Regions from separate parts of the Mus musculus genome. Here region 1 is linked to region 2. Evidence: chromatin contacts called from public promoter capture Hi-C data. All regions are on one chromosome and are shown on one strand. The core of a region is the stretch at or near the end of the contact, and the rest is flanking DNA. Distances in the headings are between cores, read along the strand shown. Region 1 overlaps 4930414F18Rik (a long non-coding RNA gene). Region 2 overlaps Snx29 (sorting nexin 29).

Region 1 (6,541 bases), core at 3,234-5,733, 1.3 Mb before region 2:
TTTTGCTGCCTGTGGATCAAGATGTAGAACTCTCAGCTCCTTCTCCAGCACCATGCCTGCCTACATGCCACCACATTTCTTGCTATGACAATCGCAGACAAATCCTCTGAAACTATAAGCCACCCTCAACTAAATGTTGTCCTTTATAAGAGTTCCTGTGGTCATTGTGTCTGTTCACATGAGGACACTGACTAAGACAATGGTGCTCATAGTTTTCACTTAGTATAGCCGTATAAAGAGAGGAAATGGATTAATATGTATGTAAGTACAGGGTGAAATGCCTAATACCTAGAAGCTGCTCACTGTTAGCTGTTATTACATGTATGCTTTTCATGAAGAATAAACGACAGGAGAGGGTTTGGATGCTCAAACTCTGTAAACTCTAGAATGTTGAGAATGCAATAACAGAGCTGAAGAGCTGACTCGGCAGTTAACAAAGGGGCTGGAGAGCTGACTCAGCAGTTAACAAAGGGGCTGGAGAGCTGACTCAGCAGTTAACAAAGGAGCTGGAGAGCTGACTCAGCGGTTAAAGCTGACTCAGCAATAGTTAAGAACACTTGCTGCACTTTTTGTTTTGTTTTGTTTCGAGACGGGGTTTCTCTGTAACCCTGGCTGTCCTGGAACTCACTCTGTAGACCAGGCTGGCCTTGAACTCAGAGATCCACCTGCCTCTGCCTCCCAAGTGCTGGGATTAAAGGCGTGCACCACCACTTGCTGCTCTTGCAGAGAGAAACCAAGTTTGATTCCTAGCAACTATGTTGGGTGGCTTACTTGGTCTGGGAGTCCAATTCCAGACTATTCTATTCCCTCTTTAGGCCTCTTTAGGCAACTGCATGAATAATCACAGACAGATACATAAAAATAAATCAAAATAAAAAGAAAATCTTAAAATATTAAGTAAAAACAATGCTATTGAAAACTCATTGTATTGAACAAGAAATTCTAATCCCCACCCCCAAATATGTTCCTGGGTAGTTTGAAAATCTCTCTTGCTCACTTGAATGAATGTGCAAATCCTTGGTTCCTTTGCTTCTCCCTGACATGTACTTAAGCTTTAAAAATGCATGCAAAGACACTAACCAAGTCCTCGTTGTTTGAATGTACAATCGTTGTTCATTCATAAATAAATGCTGCTTGCCTTCTTTTCTGCCTCCCAATGAATTAATCTTCTGTACGTTCATCTCCGCAGCTTTGTCTTGTTTTCTGCCTTTGTCTACTTTTCCATATTTCTGGCTCTCTAGCATATCCCAGAACAACACATGCAGTATCATATGTCTGACTGTCTCTCTCTCTCTCTCCCTTTCTCTCTCTCTCTCTCTATATATATATGTATATATATATATATGTATATACATATATATTTATGCATATGCTGCATACACGCATGTAAGCCTGTCTGTCTGTGCATGTATGTATTTATGCATGCATGCATGCACACACATGCTCATGACATGTGTAGCTGTTTCTTTCACCTTATTCTAACTTCTCTTACCATGAGGAGGTGAGCTTCAACAATCCACACCCATCTACTGGCCCTCTTGCAAGAACCTCCTTTAACTAGTCCAAGTGGAGGGACTTAGGAAAGTGTTCCTTTTCTATAGATCCAAGTTACAGATATAATAGTGTTCATTTGGACAAATATTCTGTTTGGGAGTTCTGCCTGTGGATGTGACATCTCATTTAATTCTGTCTCTTCCTGGAGCTCAGTCCTACCACAGGCAAACTCCCTTTCCTCTCAGATTTCCAATTATCTCTGTCACTGTCATTCCAATCTACAAATTTCGTTACTATAGTTGAATCAAGGTGCTCAGCCTATGAGGGTTCCTAGAGAACAGCACCCCAGATAATAAGCGTTGGTGGACAGGCTGCACCGTCTGTCTGCATTGTTTAATGGTGGGGAGAAAAAAATACGAACAGCAAGCTAAATTCTAGTCTTTTCTTTCAGGTAATTTTCTTGTTAGTTTCACTGAGTGCAAAAGCCATGGAGCCTTCATTTGAGTGTAGAACATTTGACATTACCATTAAGACAAAAATCAATCTTGTCCAAGGAACAATAGGAAGCCGATTTCAAAGACATTGAACCAACAAGAACTAGAGCCATCATTGTGGGGCTTGATTTTATAGGCCTAAAAGAAAATCCCAGCAACCTTGTAATCTACACAATCTAATTTTAGAAATCATTTTCCATGTATGTGACCTCACTGAACTGGTATGTAAAAATGGAGTCTTTATTTGACAGTTTTAATATTTTAAGCACTCTATGTTGACATTTTTGATCAGATGGGTTGTTTTGTTGGCAGTAGTAGTTTGCAAACTAATGAAGAAAATAAGAGAGGAAATTATCTTGAAGCTGCTGAGTATTTGTGGCCAGAAGGTAAAGGAAGGAGGTACTAGAGTCTGGAGATAATTATCACCCCTGCCACAATTCTGCATTAGCGTTGGCAAAAGACCTAGGGTCTGACAGCTAAATTAGAGCCTGCTATGCAGTGAAAAATTAGCCACAGAAAGCTTGATTTAGGGTAACACTACGTCGCGTGCCACTTACTGTAGAGCTTGGCAGCTTGGTTCCATTCATAAGATTCATGGAAGGGTTAGGCTGCTGTGAAAATGTGCTGTGATTCACCTACAGCAGGCACTGTTTACAAAGCAATGGACCCACTGAAGGAGGAACACGCTCAACAGAATTCATCATTAGCACATGTATTGGTTTCTGTAAGCTTTTATACAACTCTAGGTTGTGTGCTGACAAATTTCCTCTTCCCTCCTGTCTCTGTGTTTTGTCCATACTATCGCTTCAAGCATGACTTCAAGGTCATGCATGATTTTATGTGTCTCAATAACATCTAGAAACCATCAGTGAAATTGAAAGAACCTAGTGGGGAAACCATCACTCGTATCCCGAGTCGGCATGCAACCACAGAATCATGAGAGACCGTCTTGATGCAAACACATGAGGTAGTTTAATGACAGAGCTCGGACTGACACGTATCTCACACAGGAGACAACGGTTGTCAGCCACGTGGCTTGAAAGCTAGGGGTTTTTATAGAAAAGGGTCTGGGGCTGGGGGAGGAATTGGTGCGGTTTCACATGATTGGTTCATTTAAACATCAGCAGACTGTACGTGCAGATCGAGGTAACAGCAGAGCATTGGTTAACATTTAACCCATGTCAGAAGGGCGGGAGATAGGGAGGCACCGGGCCAGTCCAGACATGTCATTCTCTTTATCTTTATGGCCAAGCAGCCTCAGGAATGTCTTAACGACAGGCCTGCACTGGCATGTCTTGGCCTGCTCCACAATGTTCTCAGCCCCAGGCTTCTAAGCTTGCAAACAACTCTTTGGACTAATTGACATGAGTTACATGGATCACAAGTCTTAAATTTCATTTTCTTTCAAAACCAGATGATGCTTTTTTTCAAAATGTAATATTATTTTAAAAAATGATTGGAATCTGAGATTTGAAGTCAGATTAGACTATAAACTCCTCTCCATCATTAGAGACTGTGCATCCCTTGGAAAGTGATAACCTTCCAGAGTCTTAGTTCCATCACCTGTAAAATGTGGATAATAATATGAGTGTGTGTGTGTGTGTGTGTGTGTGTGTGTGTGTGTGTTGCTTAGGCAAACAATGTAGTGTTGAGCTGTGTTCTAGCTCTAAGATGACCTACTCAAAGCAAGTTTCTCCAAATGTGCCTCTCTAGTTCAGGTATTAAAACCACAGGGAAAAATCAAGAAATCCTGGGAACACAGGTGTTCAGCATATCTCTGAAGATTCCTAAACTCATCCATTGTTTTTCCTTCAGTTTGTGTAATATTTTTATGCATGTGTATATTCAATAACATGCATCTGTCCATTTCTCAGTTACTCATCTGGTGGGAACTGTACAGAAATTAAGATATAGTGCTCCAGGTTGTTGTTTACTTGTTTTTTTATAGACCTGTAATTCCAGTTACTTGCTAGGCTAAGGCAGGGGGCATTGTATGGTGAAGATCTGCTTTAGCTACAGAATGAATTCAAAGCCACTTCAGGAAATGTACTTTGCCTATATGAAGAAAATATTCTTATGTATGTTTCATGTTGCTCTTTACCTCTTCATTCTAGAGCCCTCCTCAGTTCACACCATGTGAACAATCCACTCTTTAAGATGTAACTAGGGAAATAGACCTGCACTCAGTCTGGGGTAGCTCCTCCCAAAGGGCCCCTGTAATACCCCAGGTAAGCTGTTTACCTCAGCACTGCCATGTGGCCTTGAGATAATGTGCACATGCATCATCTGCCACCAAATGAGCTTCTGTTTCTTGCTAAGGTTGTTTTAATGGGGGTTCTTTTCCTCAAAGGCAAAAGTTATCACATGATTTTTCCCCAAATACTGTTAATTAAGCAAGTCATTTTTTCAGTCTCTCTCAGATTAGGAAATGTGGGTTCAGAACCATTGAGAGAGCTGCTCATAGTCACACAGGGAGGGAAGAACACTGAACTTCAGACAGGCTTCCCAGGATCCTGCTGTGGTGACTGAGACAGCTCAGTCAGTCAACAGGTTCTACAGGGCAGGAATGAGAATTGAAAAGAAAAAAGATAATTAGACAACATTGTAGCAAGATCCCAGCCAGTTCTGAGGCTGAAAGTTGTTTTTGTTTTTGTTTTTGTTTTTGTTTTTGTTTTTTCTAGTCTTCTTTTAAGTGATGCAAAATGATAAGATCAGTTCTGGGTCAAGGAATAAGCAAGGCAATAAACAAAATTCTATAAACCTGGGTTCTAAGGTGCTGGAGAGATTATCAAGACAAAAGGGATGTTTTGCATTAACTCAAATGTAAATGTTCTTAATCTGGGCCTATTTCCTGAGACCAGGCCCACAAGCCAGATCCCTGCCTTGACCTCCCTTCTGTCCTGGCTCCATATAAAATTCCTCACAAGTATCTAGAAGCAAGCGGCCCCCAAAGGCTCTCCACACCATGTTATTCGCTGTGCACTGTGGTAACAAGAAACCTGAAGAACCCCACTTGAGGAAGAAGAGGTTTGCTTTGACTCAGGTTCATAGCTACCTGTTCATGGGGTACTGTGTGTCACCAAGGCCAGCCCAGGGTGTTAGAAGACCCCTGGACTTGCAGTCGGTGTCAGGAGTGAGGATGCTTTTTTGGACTCTGGAACTCCAAATGTGTCCTCCAAATGTATCCACTTTGCACTCCTTAGAGACAAGGGAGGTGCCAGACTGTCTTAAAGTTAAGTTTAACTTCTCACTAGGGAGCACAAAGGTCATCATTAGAGATACTTCCTTAAGAGGAGAGAAAAGCGATGGTTACAGCTGCTGGGGAAGCAAATAGTGCCATCTACCACAATCTTTTCTCCCCTCTCATTTCCAGAATATAAAACATCCAACTATAAAATGACCAAGGGGCTTCAGTCATCTCGATATTTCTTTGGATCTCTTATGATTTCCATGAGGGACAGGACAATTTTTATATCCAAGATTGTAATTTGTAAGCTTGCCAGTGATCTTATTCCTTTAGGGTCCAAGAAGCTTTGGAAAAGGACCTGATTGGACATTATCCCATGACTGATGCTTATATAATATAACACCAACATTTCACAGAATAAAAAGCCAGCCGAGGACTCCCTTGGGGCCTTGTTCTTGTCACGAATTAGGATTGAGGACAGAAGCAAGAAGGAAGCCTCAGACTCAGAGGTCAGATCATAATAGTTTATTTATTCATAAGTAGCAAGAAACAAATAAGTAGCAAAATGGGATCACATTCATTCACACACACACACACACACACACACACACACACACACACACACACACACTTCACTAACCTCTGGTCAGGCCCATGTCTTGCCTGGTTCAATGGTGGCACGTTGAGTAAGGTTCGAGCTGTGTCCTTCTGCTTTCAGGCCCAGCTGGAGCTCGGTCCTCGGTGCGGGCTCATCTTGTTCGGTGGCAGGCATCCGGGTTGGTGGATTCTGGTGGACTCGATCTCTCAGCATGTTGGCATCTTTGTGGGACTCGGGACTCTGGGAGCGAGTGATTTGCCATGGCTAGACAAGGTATTTAAGCTACTCTTAGCCAATCTTAATTAAGGCATTCACACATTACTTCACTGGGCATTTGCCTTACTTCAATATTATCATACTCATGCACACACTATAGGCTTTGTTTCCATGGTTACGTTCCGCCATGGTATCATTTCCTTATGTCATTTATATCTTGTTCCTTACAGTTCCCCATCTACCAGACAGCCACTTCTCACTGTCAGACCCGGAAACTTGCTGAGTTTGGTTTGGTTTATTTCTACATTTGTAGAGATACAATGGCCAGTATAAACACAATATTCTTGGAGTGACCACGTTAATCTATTGAATACTATTATTTACTAGGCATTAAGCAGCAGCTTTGTGTTAGTCATGTATATTTGGCTACATGCCTCTGTCCCTGGGCAACTTGTGACAGTCCTTTCATCACTGTGCAGGCCACCATCCTAAATAGAGACCCACTGGCCTAGACATCTCTGCTATTGATACATATGATATTCTAGACATTTA
Region 2 (7,294 bases), core at 423-2,922:
TTCCATCACCCAATACCTGGCAGGACATTAACATCTGGGCACCAGACCTGTGCAGTCTGGGTCTCGCCTCTAGAAAGCCTAACTTAATTAGTCTGGAAGGTGGCCTGGGCCTAATAGTTCTGTAAGCTTCCCCTGGGGACTGAAATGTGCAGCCAGAGCTAAGCAGCATGGTTAGCACTTTAACCCAGAGAATTCTTTATTAGAACGTTAGTTATGTCTGAGCAACACCAAGCCAGATGAACTCCAAAAAGTGACTGTAGCCTTGAGGTGTAGGAATAAATTACTTCCATGGTCCCAGCTCTGGCTAAGGATACCTGCAGGGGCCTCTGGGTGGCACTTATCAGCATTAACTCTTGCAAAAAAATCTATAAGAGTAAGACTGTTTCACCCTGGCTTTCCAAAGGAGAAGCATTAGGCACTAAGTGGCCATCTGCCATCCCACATCCACTGGGAACAGAGGCTCCTATGTAAATAAGTATTTCCTTAAATGGTGCCTGAGGCACCTCCCTCTACCCCAGCCTCAGACAGAGCTGACAATGGTAGCACACTCTTGTAATCCTAATATTTTCAAGGCTGAGGCAATGGGACTCTGAGTTCAAGGCCAGCCTAGGTTATACACTAAGTTCAAGAACATCAAGAACAACCTGGGCTATCTACCAAGCTTCTGCCAAAACAAAAACAAAAACCAAACAAACCCAAAGACTAAAGTAAACTGACGCAAAACTAATCCCACCCCTGCCCCACATCATGCCACACTTACACCTGAGCATGGCTGGCGCACAGAATCACTCAGCCAAATGTTTAACATCTGTGTCTATACACCCCATCCCACCCCACCCACCCCTCTTCAATTTAAACACATAGGCTCACGCAGCCATGCTCTGTTCATTTCTAACTGATAAAGCTTACCACAAAACAGCTGCTCTTTGAAGAGTTAACAAATGAACAAGGTAAACTACAGAGCCTGGAAGAACTCCGGCAGCACCAGACTACAGGTGAGCAGTTTCCACTGAGACAGATCTTTGCCTATCCTGATGCTTGGGCCTAACACACAAGTCCCGACTTATACATGGATTCCCCTGCTCTCAGCTGCAAGTTAGGGACCTGGGGCTGCTGCTGAGCATGGAGCAAAGGTGGGACTCTCAGCTCATCACACCAGACAAGTGACTCGTCCAGTAGCCTGAATGAGGGAGGCAGAGGGAAGGGTGACTGGACACAGTAGGTGCTCAGAAGATCACGTGGGGAATCAGGTCAAGAGGATGACTAAACATACATTCTGCAGTGTTTCTGCCAATGGTCCTGAGAAAAAGGACAAGGGAAAAGGCTGAGGCAGGGATTCTCTTGGTGGCAATGCTGCCCCCTTCAGGTGTGGGATAAGTAGGCATGCCTGGCGGCATAGTCAGGCCAAAATGTAGAGTAGGCTGAAGACACCATTCCTTCTGAGAGGCTGGGGCAGTACACAGTGCTGGCTCGGCCTCCTAGGGCCATCTGTAGGAGACTGGTGTAGAATCTGAACCTGGAGCCGCCTCTCACAGATGCTGACAGCCCTTCTCCTCTGGGGTCTGCTGCACTCTGCATTTTCATTCCGTATTTGCTATAAACAGCCACTCTGGTCCTCCCTCTCTATGTGCAAGCTGTGGACCAGGAAGTGCTTTATAAGCTGTGGGTTGGGCCTTATTCGCCAGATACTGAGGCCTAGTGAGGAAGTCTGAGTCTTTGCTCTAGTTTAGAGACCTGTCTTGCTCACTTCCGTACTGGAGTGACTCAGCACTTTCTGCTTAAGCCTGCCTTTGCCTAGCTACCACTGATGTAGAATAACTTTATTGGCTCTGTCAGTCACCCTATACCCTACGGCATCCTTCCCCGCCCTCTACATCATCTCACCTCACCAAAAATCCCCACCTCTTTCTTCAACCCTATATAAAGGAAAGACTGCTACAATAAAACAAGTTCCTGCTCTGACAGACTCCCGGCCTGGGTGTGTTTGTTTTGGGCTGCAACAGTCACCATCCCACTCAGCCCTGGAGAGACTAGGCTGGCCCTGCCAGCAGAGAGCTGGCATCTGTGGTTCACTCTGTCCCAGAACTATCCTAACCAATGTAGAACAGAGTCTGCTTCTATTATGAATGGCTTCTTGTTCATTTCTCTTTCACATAAACTATAAGCTAGCTTCCTAAATCACTTGTGTTATATGTATGTTATATTAGTTATGGACATTAGGAGTGTCACCAAGAATGTTTACAAAAAAGGAACAGCAAATCTGCTAGCATGAAGTCCAAAGACGGCAAAATAGATGACTAACAAGGTCACTAGAGGTCACAGTTTGTGAGACATAAACCACAGAAAGCAGCCAGAGGAGGTAGCATAGTGTACTCACTCCTGTCAGATTCCACTGAGGGCTGTCGGCCCAACGCCACTAATACATTAATTTGGAACATCTAAAGCACCTAAATGGGATGGGGAGGAATCACCATGGGAAGTCTACAGTCACTGCTGCCCATCTAGGGAAGTCCTCTCCAGCCCCACACTCACTCCTGCAGTTCAGAAAGGAAAGGATGCCACCTCCTGGATACAGGGAGCGTTGATCTGGGCCTGAGAGCAAGAGATGCCTGCTGCTGGGGAGACGAGGTGAAGTGGCTGGGCACAGCACAGCCATGGTCTGTTACAGATCCTCTAGTCACCATGAGAGAAGATCAAACCTGATAATGAAGCCAACTGCAAGAAAAAGGATAGAGAGATGTGGAGAAACAGGTCTCCTTCACAGCAGGAGTTCCCTAGCCACTCCACTGCCCTTCTTCAGAGGCCTCTAAGTGGGCTTCTGTCATCCATGAATGCTCTCACTAGCTAAAGCTAAAGTAGAAGGGATTTCCAGAAAGCTTCACTTCCCAAATGGTGAGCAAAATAGTCTTGGAACAGGTAACAAGCAAGTCCAAGAGCTCCCTAGAACTGAGCTATAACTAAGAAGAGCCCAGTGGGCATTCCTTGGAGATAACTTGGGTCAGGTCACACCACCACTAGCCCCACAACACTTCCCTCCCTCACCAGACCAACTTCACTGAGACCTATTTGAGCCAGGCATTACGTCAGCGGTAAGAAAAACCAGGTGAGCACAAGAGCATGCCCCTCCTGAGGAAGCCTCTGGCCTAAATTTGAGCCTTTGGTGGCAGTACGCTATTGTCACTGCTAGTAGTAACTGTTGTGCAATGCTGGTGCCTGAGCATGAGCACCACGGAGAGCCCTTACCTGGGTAGGTCAGGAGATGCTGGACACAACCTTCTGCTGATGAATGTTCTTAAAGTGACAAGAAACAGAAACCCAACTCCAGTTCATCTCAAGAGCAGTGGGGATTCATCAGCCCACACTGTGAGAAGGTCCAGAGAGGCCTTCAAGAGTAGGTTGGAGCCGGGCGGTGGTGGCGCACACCTTTAATCCCAGCACTTGGGAGGCAGAGGCAGGTGGATTTCTGAGTTCAAGGCCAGCCTGGTCTACAGAGTGAGTTCCAGGACAGCTGGGGCTATACAGAGAAACCCTGTCTTGAAACAAACAAACAAACAAACAAAAAGAGTAGGTTGGCCCAGCATCCCAGTGAATCCTGAAACCCAGCTCTCTTGCCCACCGCTCCTCATTTGAGTGCCTGCATACCCTCACCCTATGCTGTCTTCCCTCATGAGAACACAATGGCCAAGGCAGCTCTAGGCTTCATACCCCAACAGAAAGTTACCCAGAAGAGAGAGCCATCCAACAGACAAGAGATGAGCTCCCACCAAAGTTCTGAAGACCCACCCCTGTCTCCATGGCAAAATTAGACCACATGTCATTTCTGAAACAGTCTAGGAACCCTGCAGCAATCTTGCTGGAAGGAGATGGAATTACCTTGACCAAATTAGATATGTTAGACCTGAGCTGGAACCCGGAAAATGTCAGTTTCTGCCACTCCTGTGTAACTTTAATGCTTTCAAATCCTTTTTAATGATGGTTCTTAAACACTTTAACCTCTCTTACAGCCCACCACTCACCAGAGGTAGTGGGAAAGAAAGGATATGAGGGGCGGGCTTATGGACCTGTTTAGAAAGGTTCTTTGGAGCAACTCCCATCTGTGTTATCTAGAAATAGCAGTTCAGTTCACAGGTCAGCAGCAGCAGCTTGCTCTACTCACAAACACTTCACAGACATACAGCAGTCCAGGTTGGTAGCGTCGAGATAACAAACACAAATCAGCAGCAGTGGCGCTACCTAGCAGAGACAGCCAGGCCTCAGCCTCTGCACAAGTCAGCAGGAGGCACCAGGGCCAACAGGAATGCCAGGAAAAGTTCTCAGCTGTGCCAATCTCAGTGAAATGAAGATCAGCAAAGCGAGACCACCAAGTGAGTCCTTTTTATACCCTCCAAACATCCCGTGTCCTCCCCGGGTCTTGCCTCAGCACATGCATCTGTCTCAAAAGTCACTGCCAATCAGTCTGCAGAAGCGGCAAAAAGCCGCAGCACACCACCAGAAGTTGCTTGGTGCATATCTCTCTATGGAGTCCTGACAAATGGAGTTCAACTATACAATGTAAGGCAGACCAATACATGCGTGTTGTTAGCAAAGAATCTTTCATCATGTGTCCTTTAACAGGATTACTTTAGCAGAACATCCTTTCTCCTGTGTCTGCTTCAGCATAACTTTCCTTCATGAGTCTGCCTTGGCCTTTCACCTATGTCCACTTCAATGAAACATTCCTTCATGTGTTTGCCTTAGCAACACAAGTGACTTTCCAAAGAACCCTTAAGTTTCCACTTCACCTGGCTGCCCTGGAACTTGATCTGTAGACCAGGCTGGCCTCAAACTCTGATCCACCTGCCTCTGCCTCCTGAATGCTGGGATTAAAGGCATACACCACTACTCCTGGATTTAGAAATATGTATCTTTTGATAGATATATGCCAGAGCCAAAAGAAAGAGAGGGTCAGCCCACTGGACTAAGTGCTTGGCAGATACATGTCAAGACAGAACATCCCCTATGACCTTGTCCCAGAAAGCAGAGTCTATAGTTCTCTGATAACCAACAGAAAAAGGCAGAGCTTGAGCCTTGACAGACAATATAAGATTTAGAGCTTTTATTGAAAGCCAAAAGTCTCGACAGACAGAGATGCCAGACAGGATCTGAGCAGGGCACTGAGGTCCCTGTTTTGCCTTCCCTGTATAGGCCCACACCCTAAAAGTTGTGCCATGAGGACCTCAATCTCACACATAGACATCATTGTGAAGATCTCACTGGCTACCAGCCCAGCAGGAACAATAAACAAGAGGGTACATACTGACCAAGCAGGGCTGGCACACCCAAGGAAGCTGACCTCCAAATGGAGGCCAGTGTCAAAGGCTTCAAGATGCTTTGGACAAAGAAAGGACTCCAACACCCAGGTCAGACCCAGAGTCTAGAACTATCAACAGCCAAGGCACCAACCAGAACGCTTGTCCACACCCTTGGGCTGTCAAGAGGATGACAGATGTACTTAAGCCCAGAAAAACCACAGTCCACCGTTTGCCCCTAACATACAAACATGAACCCTTCGTTAGAACATGGTAAAAATGAGAGAAAGCCAACACAATCTGGATAAAGCAACAAAGATTGGCAGGTGAAAAGTAGCTCAGAAAGGCTGGGTTCAGCAGCTCAGGTGCCACCCTCAGGAAGAGCTGCACCCCTCTCCTTCTACTGTGTGTGCATTCATGCACTGGGTTAGAATCTTTCCTCAAAGGAACAAAGACCCACCAACTCCCAGGTTCCCTCTCGTCCAGGCAAGAATGCTGAACCTTGCTCTCAGCACATCAGCCACACACATTAGCTAGACTCCATCATGGTGGCCAAGGAATGAAGCAGCAGAGTGACACTAGCATGAATAGCCAGGAAGGAGGAAGAGCCACTGGTGGAGTGTGAGGGTCTAGCCGGCTGGGTCATGGATGCTGAGGGAGCTGATTGAATCTCAATTCTGGGTGTTTGAGGTGTTTCCTGGAGAGCCAGCATCTGAATTAGTGGACCAGGCTGGGACCTTATCAGGACAACCAGGTGCCATCCTTGCACTGAGGACTCCAAACAAAACAAAGGAACCAGGGAAGGTCAATGCTCTCTCTGCCTGACTTCTGGAGCCAGGGGTGGTCCTCTCCTGCCCTGGGGCTCCTAGCTGTCAGCCTGGACCCAGGCCTTCAGACCACATCACTGGATTTCCCAGGCTGCCACTTGCAGACAAGGTTAGGTAAACTCCCTGGCACGCAAGTCATATGAAATCAATACCTCAGGACCTCAGAAAACCATGTGGTTTTCTGGAAAGGTACAGACATCCTATTGGCCCTGCTTCTCTTGAGATCCCTGAAGTATCAGGAGGAAGCTGAAACCTGGAGATGGTGGTGGGCAGCTTTTGAAATGGTCCCCACTGACTCTGATCCTGATAGTCATCCCTAGTGTCATGGCTTCCCACACTGCCGGGCTGTTCTGTGTATCTATAGAACTCAGCGTGCTCTCCAAGGTGACAGAAACCTCGAGACCTCCACCTGGAGCATGTTCTTTCTCTATGGGAGCCACATTGAACAGCCTACAGAAACCTTCAGATTAAGGACCCTAGGCCTCTTATTGACAGACAGACAGACAGACAGAAGACACCAGCCCCTAGTCTGAGACAAGCCTGAGTACACCAACTCTAGCCAGCAACTCAACTTCTACCTCCTGAAAGACCCCTCCCCATCCATTCGCAGACACCTCACTCCCAGAAATCGTGGAAAATTCTAAACACTTGCTGTTTCTGGAGACCAAATTAAGAGATGATTTATCACACAAGAGACAGCTAGCATGATGAGCAGAGATAGAAAATTGTCCTTAGAGTGACCCAATGACTTTGACCCTGTTCTCTAATTGGGAGACTCAATCCCTGATGCAGTAGCAATGCTGAGAGGTGGCCCTTAGGAACTGGGCAGGGGCTGGCGAGATGGCACAGCAGCTACTTACGGCTTTTCCAAAAGACCCAAATTTAGGTCCCAGTACCCATGGGGAGGAAAGGAACTCAAGTTCGAGGGCTCCAATGCCTTCTGACCTCCACTGGCACTAGAAATACACTTGGTGCACAGACACACACAAAAGCAAAATATTGAGACACGTAAAAATTTAAGTAATTTTTTAAAGAACTGATCAGGTTACAAGGGCTCCGCCCTCATCCACCACGGCTTAGTACTAAACATGTCTGTTACAAGAGCAGCTCCTCGGCCTCTTTCCTCCCACTCTCCATGATGTGATGGCTTCCATTGCATTCTGACATGCCAGGAGGCCC

Evidence for each region. Promoter capture Hi-C pulls out the DNA fragments that hold promoters and counts their contacts.
Region 1: a promoter capture Hi-C map of embryonic stem cells shows a contact between it and region 2, with 5 times the contacts expected there. The contact joins two enhancer-like sites. A contact is called at or near these places in 2 of 39 promoter capture datasets (cranial neural crest and embryonic stem cells) and 1 of 115 datasets of contacts at active chromatin or transcription factors (embryonic stem cells).

Annotation. Positions count from the first base shown.
Region 1 is chr16:12,766,668-12,773,208 of GRCm38.p6, reverse strand. It overlaps 4930414F18Rik (a long non-coding RNA gene), which reads left to right. Exons shown (of 3, transcript XR_875912.3): 2 at 5,894-6,046. Among named protein-coding and RNA genes, the nearest start is that of 1700003L19Rik, 41 kb to the left of the region's middle. Within about 2 kb of position 4,483, at least 5 of the 459 cell types and tissues checked have an H3K27ac peak or open chromatin away from gene starts, as enhancers often do. A contact at or near this core is called in embryonic stem cells, where this site is marked.
Region 2 is chr16:11,450,954-11,458,247 of GRCm38.p6, reverse strand. The region is part of intron 13 of Snx29 (sorting nexin 29); the gene reads right to left. Among named protein-coding and RNA genes, the nearest start is that of Gm32100, 130 kb to the left of the region's middle. Within about 2 kb of position 1,672, at least 253 of the 459 cell types and tissues checked have an H3K27ac peak or open chromatin away from gene starts, as enhancers often do. A contact at or near this core is called in embryonic stem cells, where this site is marked.